2 separate regions of the Capra hircus genome follow, and region 2 is linked to region 1. A link is a contact called in public Hi-C data. All regions are on one chromosome and are shown on one strand. Each heading gives the region's core, a stretch centred on a gene start, on an enhancer-like site or on the middle of the called end of the contact. The rest is flanking DNA. Distances are from core to core; before and after follow the strand shown. Region 1 has its middle 10 kb from the start of ZBTB38. Region 2 holds the start of PXYLP1 (2-phosphoxylose phosphatase 1).

Region 1 (4,115 bases), core at 1,053-3,552:
TTTTTTACTGCTCTGGGTCTTTGTTGCTGTGCACAGGCTTTCTCTAGAGGCTACTCTTCGTTGTGGTATGTGGGCTTTTCATTGTGGTGGCTTCTCTTGTTGCAGAGCAAAGGCTCTAGGCATACGGGCTTAGTTGCTCTGGAGCATGTGGGGATCTCCCTGGACCAGGGATTGAGTTCCAGTTCCTTGCATTGGCAGGTGGATTCTTAACCTCTGGACCACCAGGAAAGTCCCAACCTACTGTCTTTCTAACTGAACTACTAAGCCTAAATAATTAAACACCTGAAAGCTTAAACTGTTCGCATCAGGTGGCCAAAGTATTGGAGCTTCAGCTTCATACTTTGGCCACCTGATGCAAACAGCCAACTTATTGGAAAAGATCGTGATGCTGGGAAAGATTGAAGGCAAAAGGAGAAGGGGGCAACAGAGGATGAGATGGTTGGATAGCATCACTGAGTCAATGGACGTGAACTTGGGCAAACTTCAGGAGATAGCGAGGGAGAGGGAGGCCTGGCATGCTAGTCCATGGGGTCACAAAGATTTGGACAAGACTTAGCAACTAAACAACAACAACAAAGCTTGAACTACCTTCCTGGCTGACTCTCCCACTAACCATTTAGTGTTTATGACTGACTCTGCCCAGCCGAGGTCTGGCAAGACGGAGGGCCTGGCTCCATCACTAGAGGTAACAGCTGGGTGGGAGGAGAGACTGCTCCTTCCTCATACTCTGATTCCTCTTTGAACTCAGGGGCCTACTCTTCTCCCTTCTAGAGCCACCTGAAGACTCCAGAGGGGACAACCAGGAAACTGACCTTCTTATCTACCTCTACAGAGGTTCTTAACCAGGGCTCCACGGTGGGTTTAAATTTTGTTTTCCAGATAATGTGGATACAAAGAGGTGTGTTATCTTGGAAGAAGGGTCACAGCTTTCATTGGAATCTCCAACAAATCTAGCACACACAAATATCTTCAGAACTATTACTCTGGGAAGATCCTCGGCAAACACATTCAGACAGGAAAAACCCTTAGCTAAATTCAAGCCCCATTTCTCTGTCACATCAGTCCAGGGTGGCAGGAAGATTAAGGTAGGAAGGGTTAGGGAGTCACAGTGGGCATGGGTGTGGAAGGGTGGAAGGATAAACGCTGTGTATGAAGTTTCCAGAGGGAAGCCCAAGGATATCAACGTGTGTCCTTTCGGTTTGCAGGTTACATGGAGCCCAACATGCAGGGCACCCTCAGCTCTGGGCAGAGGGCTCTTTGAGCTGAGAGGAAGGATACATTTACTAGGGTCTCTGTCTGGGGTAGGGAGTATTGGGAACATGTGGTTATGAGCAGCTATGTGTTTGTTTACACACTCGTGTGCTCACAAAGGTGAGTATAACACAGCCTGTGGTTATGTGCATGGATGTTCTTTGTGTCAGTGTATGTCTGAATAGTTTTGTGAATGCATTTGCACTTGTGTGCTCACTCCTGGACCCCTCAAGCCTTTGGCGAGGGTGGGTGGGGTGTTGAAACAGATTCTGGGTAAGAATTTCACTAAGTGAGATAATCTACAGACCGGCCGGAGGCCCACACGAGAAGTGCGGGAATCCTCAACTCCTCTCTCTCCCCATTCCCCTCCTCCCCTCAGCCCACTGCCACCATCCGATCCCATCGCCTTCCCCTGGACTACTACTCGGGCTTCAGTGCCCTTCCCTCGAGACCCCTCCGGACAGCAGCCACAGTGCCCTTATTCTTCTTAAGTTAGGACGCCTAGGTAGGTGCCCCGCCGAAACCCACAATAGATTTATACTGTCAGGGGATAACGCCCATCTCCTCCGTGGGACTCGGGGTCCTTTCACGACCGCGGCCCTGCTCGCTGGGCACTCTGCGCTCTCGAGGCTCCGTTCTTTAAATGCGTCGCCCCTGGGCCTGGTTCTATTCCACACTCCCAAGCTTTGGCTCCGATGCCTCCTCCTCTCAGCCTTTACGCACTGCTCCTACACCCTGCATCTCGGCGATTATCACTTGCCGCTGTAATTGCCCGATTACAACTGGCAATTGTAATTGACAGAAGATCCAAGTCCGTCCGTCACGTTCCACTTGGTGACCCCGCCCCAGCGGACTCCCCAGAGGACAAAGCCAGAACCGGCGCAAGTTACAGGCCAGCCACACATAAGCTCACGTGTCTCTTTCCCGCCGGGTGGAGCAGCTGAAGCCCAGGGAGGCGAAGAAGAAAATGCGCGTGCGCATAAGGACCAGTAGGAACTACGACTCCCAGAATCCTCCTGACAAGACTCCATTTCCCACAAGGCCTCGCGGGGCCCCACCCCGGAACTGCGCTCTTTGCCTGAAAGCGGAAGTTAGGGTGAGCCTGGCGGTGGAGTCTGTGCCTCAGAGAATAGAAGAGGTTTTACGGATTGTCTACCTCCAGGGGTCGTCAGTGAGTCAGAAACCGGGACGTCAGAGGGAAAGGACCTGGCAGCAGCCTTTCAGTGCATTATTCCGCTTTCCCTCTGGCGCGCACGACCAGACCCAAAGCCGCCGTGCACTCCCACCGCTGCGTTCTCTGTCCCCACCTCTGGACGTCCCTGGGAATAGAGGCCGATGGCTCGATGGTCTTCAGTTCAGTTCAGTTCTGTCGCTCAGTCGTGTCCGACTCTTTGCGACCCCGTGGACTGCAGCACGCCAGGCTTCCCTGTCCATCACTAACTCCCGGAGCTTACTCAAACTCATGTCCATCGAGTCAGTGATGCCATCCAACCATCTCATCCTTTGTCGTCCCCTTCTCCTGCCTTCAATCTTTCCCAGCATTAGGGTCTTTTCCAAGGAGTCAGTTCTTCGCATCAGGTGGCCAAAATATTGGAGTTTCAGCTTCAGCATCAGTCCTTCCAATGGTCTTGGTCTTGGGTAAAGCTTATTCCCAATGCTGCATTGCCTGTCTTGCACTGGGAAGAAGTGAAGACCTGGCCATAAAGGGCATAACCCACAGGGCTCCCCATGTTGGTCTCACAACTTTGCTTCTTCTAGCAGTAGCTGCAGGAACTGAAGATGTGGACTGTGGGGACAGGTGTGGACAGTAGCGTGGAGGGGAGAAATTTGTGGATCCTGACCTGCTGCTGCAGTTCCCAAGATGTTTCCAGTGGCCCCAGCCCTGTGGGTATATAGGACTGGTCCAGCACATATCCTTAAATGCTTGGATTCTGTACAAAGTCAGCCCCCTTCCTCAGACCCTCCAGTCCCAGCTTCATTCCCTCAAACTCCAGCAACACCTCATCTGGGCCCTGCTGCCTATTTTCATCTTGCTCCTCGGAAGCTACTTAGAGCATCCTGGCTTGAAATAGGAGCAATTGGTAGGACTGGAATGAGAAAGAGGGTCTGGACCATTTGGAGGAAAAGAAGAAAACTGAAGGAAAGGAGTGAACTAAAAGGGAACTGTAGGACATTTAAGTGACTGACAGCTACTGAAGCAAAATGGGAGGGTTAGGGTATAGGTGAAAGGGGGTGAGCGGTCTCAAAAGACAGAACTGTATGTATGCCTAAACAGGCAGAGGAACACATTTTTCAGAGTTTCAAGCAAGATCATCTTCCTTTGGTGAAATACAGGGGTTTATCAGGATTACCTCATCATTGCTGCTCATGAAATTTTACACTGACTGGCTAAAGGTCACATTCCAGGGAGAGGCTGAAACCGCTGTTAGGTTAGGTATTAAGTCTTGGTTTGTTGACTTGGGGCTTAGCACAAGCGACTCCATTTGGGGCCTGTTTCTTCTATTACCAGAATGTTCTTAATGAAGTTGTAAAAAAGTGTTCCTTTTACTCAATTCTGAACCTGGAGTACGGGTCCTTTTGTTATTCTGTATGACAGAATGGGAGCTATAATAAAGCAAGTCGTCTGCATCTCAAAATAACTCTGTTCATCTTGAAAAAAGTGTTAGTAGAGGTAGTTACGTGCTCAGTCTCAACCCCTGTACTGTTGTATAAGAGTGTGCTGTGGGCCCAGAACATTTCCTTACAAAGATATAAAGAGCTCCCACAGTCTGGGCTGGGCATATCCCATTGTTTGGGAATATCTTTTCCTGTTCTGGACTGGATGTGTACTTCTTTGTTCTGCTTAACCGTGTGCATCATGTGAC
Region 2 (4,115 bases), core at 702-3,201, 95 kb before region 1:
CATTGGGAGGTCAGAGTTTTAGCCGTTGGACCTCCAGGGAAGTCCCCCTAGCAACCTTTTGGCACCAGGGACCAGTTTTGTGAAAGACAAGTTTTCCACAGAGTGGGGAGGGGGCAGGGTTAGGATGATTAAAGTGCATTACATTTATTGTGTGCTTTATTTCTATTATTATTACATTGTGATAATTTTCCTATGAGAATTTAATGCTGCAGGTGATCTGACAGGAGGCAGAGTTCAGGTGGTAACGTGAGCAATGCGGAGTGACTGGTAAACAGACGAAGCTTTGCTCATTTGCAGTGCTTCTCACCTTCTGCTGTGCTGCCCAGCTCCTACTCAGGTTTGGGGACCCCTGATTTAGAGCAGAAAGTGCCCTAGCTCATGCAGGGAAGAGGCAGCCAGCACCAAGGAAGGTGTAGAGCCTGGACTTAGTGAGAGGATAGCCAGTGGGATTGTGAAGGAAAGGAGGAGAGGTGTTGGGTAGGTAGGGTGGTCTGAGAGCCAGGTGGGAGAATCTGGGTGATGCTAAAGGGGACAGTGAAACAATTTGTCCCGGGAGGTGCAGTTCATATGTCAGAGGTCCGGGCAGGAAGGAGCTGAGCACAACCTGGCATCCCAGGAATGGGAAGAGAAAGGCAGGTTATCAGGGTTTAGAAGCTAAGGCTCCCTGGATCTTGAGCTTTCAGCTGAGAAAGGCAAAGCAGGAGACTGTGAACATTGTGAGACCATTGAGAAGATAAACTTGGGAGCTGGCAAGAGATAGAATTTGGTGCTGGGAGTGCTGAACTGAGATGGAAAGTTCTGAGCAGAAAGCCAGAGAGTCGGTAGAAATGTGGGTAACATCTCCGTGCTGAGTGTGGATTTGGGAGCCACCAGTACAGGAACGAGAGAAGAGGCCATGTGAGAAACGGCTCCAGAAAGTATGCTCAGAAGGTCAACAGTATATACTTAGGAGCCCATTTTGCTCAAGACCAATTGCTCTAAGGTACGTAGGGGTCACTGTAGTCCTGGAACCGATACCAAAGGCCTCTCTGACAGTAACAGCTGGTCAGTTTATCTTGCGCAGAGAAATCAAGTAGTATTCCCCACTAGCTAGAGCCCAACATTTGAGAGAAATGACCCTTCCCCCCACCCGCCCCCATAAAGTATCAAATCAAGTTCAACTGCAAGCCTCAAGTGTGTCTAACAGAGTTTCAGAAATCAGTCAAGTGCCCAATGGCTTTCCGGTAGCTCAGAGAAGGGGTGGGGATGGAGGCTGCCAGGATGGCGACCTCCGCAGGGCACCTAGAGGCCACCCGGAGGGAGCAGCCTGGAGGTCTAGAGTTGACACACAGGGCCGGATGTGGTTGGGGCCGGAAGGGAACGTGGAGTATGCTGGGGGCGGGGGTGGTGGTGGTGGGGAGGACAAGGTGGCCAGGATTGTGACAGTTTGGGTCTATGAGGCTGCAGTCAGCCAGTAACGGTGAGTCCCCAAAACGGACGACCAGCTCAGCACCGGACCCCGGGTAGCGCCGGGTCAGGCCCACGGCCCACGGGCACCCCACACTAGGGCTCCGGGCCCGGGTCGTGTCTGCACACTCGACCTAGGCGTGCGTCCACTCCTGATCCCGAGTCCGGCGTAGTTAGGCGCGCAGAGGCCCTGCGCTCAGGTGGCCGCGGTGCCGCGCACTCAGCATGCCGTGACCGCGACTTTCGCCCGCCGAGATCTCCGATGGTTGTCCCGTCCCTGGGGCCTGTATTGGCCTCCTCCGGTCAGTGTCCTCTCCACCGCTCCCTTCTAGCGTGCCGGGCCGCACCGCAACGCCGCCTCCGGGGCGGAGCTCGAGGGCGCCCAGCGCGGGGCGGGCCGAGCCCCGAGCGCCGCGAGGTCAGTAGGGGGCGCTGCGAGATGCCGCGCTGCCCGAAGTCGGTGCGCGCCGCCCTCGCCTCCCGCTGCGCCCGGCCGAGCGGGCGGCGAGCGCGGAACCGGGCGCCCTGCGGCGGAGCCGGGCCCGGCCGGGACCATGGGCGGTGAGCGCCGCGCGGGCCGCGGTCGAGGCGGTTGCCTTTGAGGCTGAGCGGAGCCTCCCACTGAGGCTCGAGGTGGGCGGGTGTCCTGGGGTTCGGGCTCGGACACCAAGCGGGTCTTCCGAACGCGCCAAGGCCGGGACGACCGGGCAGTGACTCCGGTGGGAGAGGGGTGCAGGGCAGGGGAGGTCAGGGGCGCGCTTACGAGTACCCGGTCTGAACCCGGCTACTAAGCTCCCTCCTCCATCCCCGCCTCTTCCCCAAACCCCGGCCCCGGACTCGCTCCTTCTCCCTAAGCCGCCCCCTCAGCTCCCGCGCCCGGATCCCAGTCCCCGCCTTCTGATCCGCCGCCCTCTCTCCTAGCCCCAGCGCCCCCTAACCCGGCCTAGGATCCCTCCGCCCTTTTCCCAAGTCCTTGCCCCGCAGCCCCCGGCGGGTGCGTCCCTTAGACCCCGCCGCCTCCGGCTTCTCCACCTCCAGCTCCGCACCTCGTCTGCCTCGGTGCGCGGTCCCGCCCCTCCGGCCCGCGCCTGCCCGGCCCCCGCACTCCTGCTGCCTGATTGCAGCCGGAACTGGAGCTTCCCTGCAAGATCCCCCTTCCCCGGCCGCCGCGAGCCCGCGGGTCGCCAGGTAAGCAGACGGCAGCAAGTTCTCGGCGGCCTTCCTCGGCGGTGGGGCCGGCTACTCCGGCCGCTACCTGCGCGAGGCGCCCCCGGGAGTCCCGGGGCCCCGCGGACGGGTAGCTCCGCGCGCGGGTGAACGTTCCGGGATGCTCAAATCAGGACTGCGGGGTTTCCAGCCCCCGCAGTTGCTCTTGCTCGGGAACTTGTCTAGGTCGCAGCCTTTTAAAGCAGCCGGCTTTGTCATACACGCGAAACTGGATGTGCTTCTAGCTGGCCGCGTTCTTGGCGGCTGCAGCGGTCTTTCGAATCCTACCTGTGGGTGGGTGGGTGGGTGGTTGAAGGTTTAGCGGTGCAGGAGGCGTTGGAGCCATATTTTACCCGCTTCGGCGGGGCGTTTCGGTGGGGGGTGGGGAGGACATCCCTGCCCGGGTGGCTAGTGCCTTCGTGGGAAGACAGGGTGCTTTGTAAGCATTCGAAAAGTAAAATCACGAGAGTTGTGGGATCAGATCGCGTGCGAATGGGGAAGCGTGGGGTGGGCGACTAAGGGAGCCTCAAGAAGGCTCCACAAGTTGGGGACATTTGTTGCTATTTGCTGAAGGCCTGCGGATGAACCCGAGTGTGGAACACGCAGTGCTCGGCCTCACAAACGTGGGGTGACTGCGGACCCGGCTCGGCAACAATTCCTCCTCGGAGGTGTTGGGTCGCTGTTCGGACATCTCTGGGAAGAGGGTTTAAAAAAACAGGTGGTTTGAAAAACCTCGAGTTTCCTGGAGAGAGGTGGAAATTGCAGGGTGACAGTCAGAAAACCAGTGCATGAACCCACCCCATCCATTCTCCTGGCTTTCATTAACTTTTGGATTGAATGAATTGCCTACTTTAGAGAGGGCTTCTCTGGTGGCTCAGTGGTAGAGAACCCGCCTGCCAATGCAGGAGACAGGAGTTCAATACCTGTCTGGAGAGGGAAATGGCAACCCACTCCAGTATTCTTGCCTGGGAAATCCCATGGACAGAGGAGCTTGGCGGGCTGCAATCCATGGGGTCACAAAAGAGCAGGACAGGACAAAACAACGACTATGTTTTAGAAAGGATATGTAGGAGGCATGTCTATTTTACAGGTTAGCTCCTGGCCAGCCCCCCATCACTGATACCTGGGAGGCTTCTTTTGAGCACCAGGGACTAGGTGGGCCACTGGGCCTTTGCTTCTGCCAAGTTGCTTTAGTCGTGTCCGACTCTGTGCGACCCCATAGATGGCAGCCCAGCTGGCTCCGTCATCCTTGGGATTCTCCAAGCAAGAACACTGGAGTGGGTTGCCATTTCCTTCTCCAATGCATGAAAGTGAAACGTGAAAGTGAAGTTGCTCAGTCATGTCTGACTCTTAGCAACCCCATGGACTGCAGCCTACCAGGTTCCTCCATGCATGGGATTTTCCAGGCAAGAGTACTGGAGTGGAGTGCCATTGCCTTCACAGCAGAGCATTTGTAGAACCGA

The links. Hi-C and Micro-C count contacts between places; a contact is called where the count stands out from the background.
Region 2: a Hi-C map of blood shows a contact between it and region 1, with 4 times the contacts expected there. The contact joins the promoter of PXYLP1 here to the enhancer-like site in region 1. A contact is called at or near these places in 2 of 5 Hi-C or Micro-C datasets (both in blood).

What each region holds. Positions count from the first base shown.
Region 1 is chr1:127,198,263-127,202,377 of ARS1.2, reverse strand. No RefSeq gene overlaps it. Among named protein-coding and RNA genes, the nearest start is that of ZBTB38, 10 kb to the right of the region's middle. Within about 2 kb of position 2,302, at least 5 of the 5 cell types and tissues checked have an H3K27ac peak or open chromatin away from gene starts, as enhancers often do.
Region 2 is chr1:127,293,012-127,297,126 of ARS1.2, reverse strand. PXYLP1 (2-phosphoxylose phosphatase 1) reads left to right here and starts at 1,951. Exons shown (of 7, transcript XM_018049770.1): 1 at 1,951-2,007; 2 at 2,485-2,634.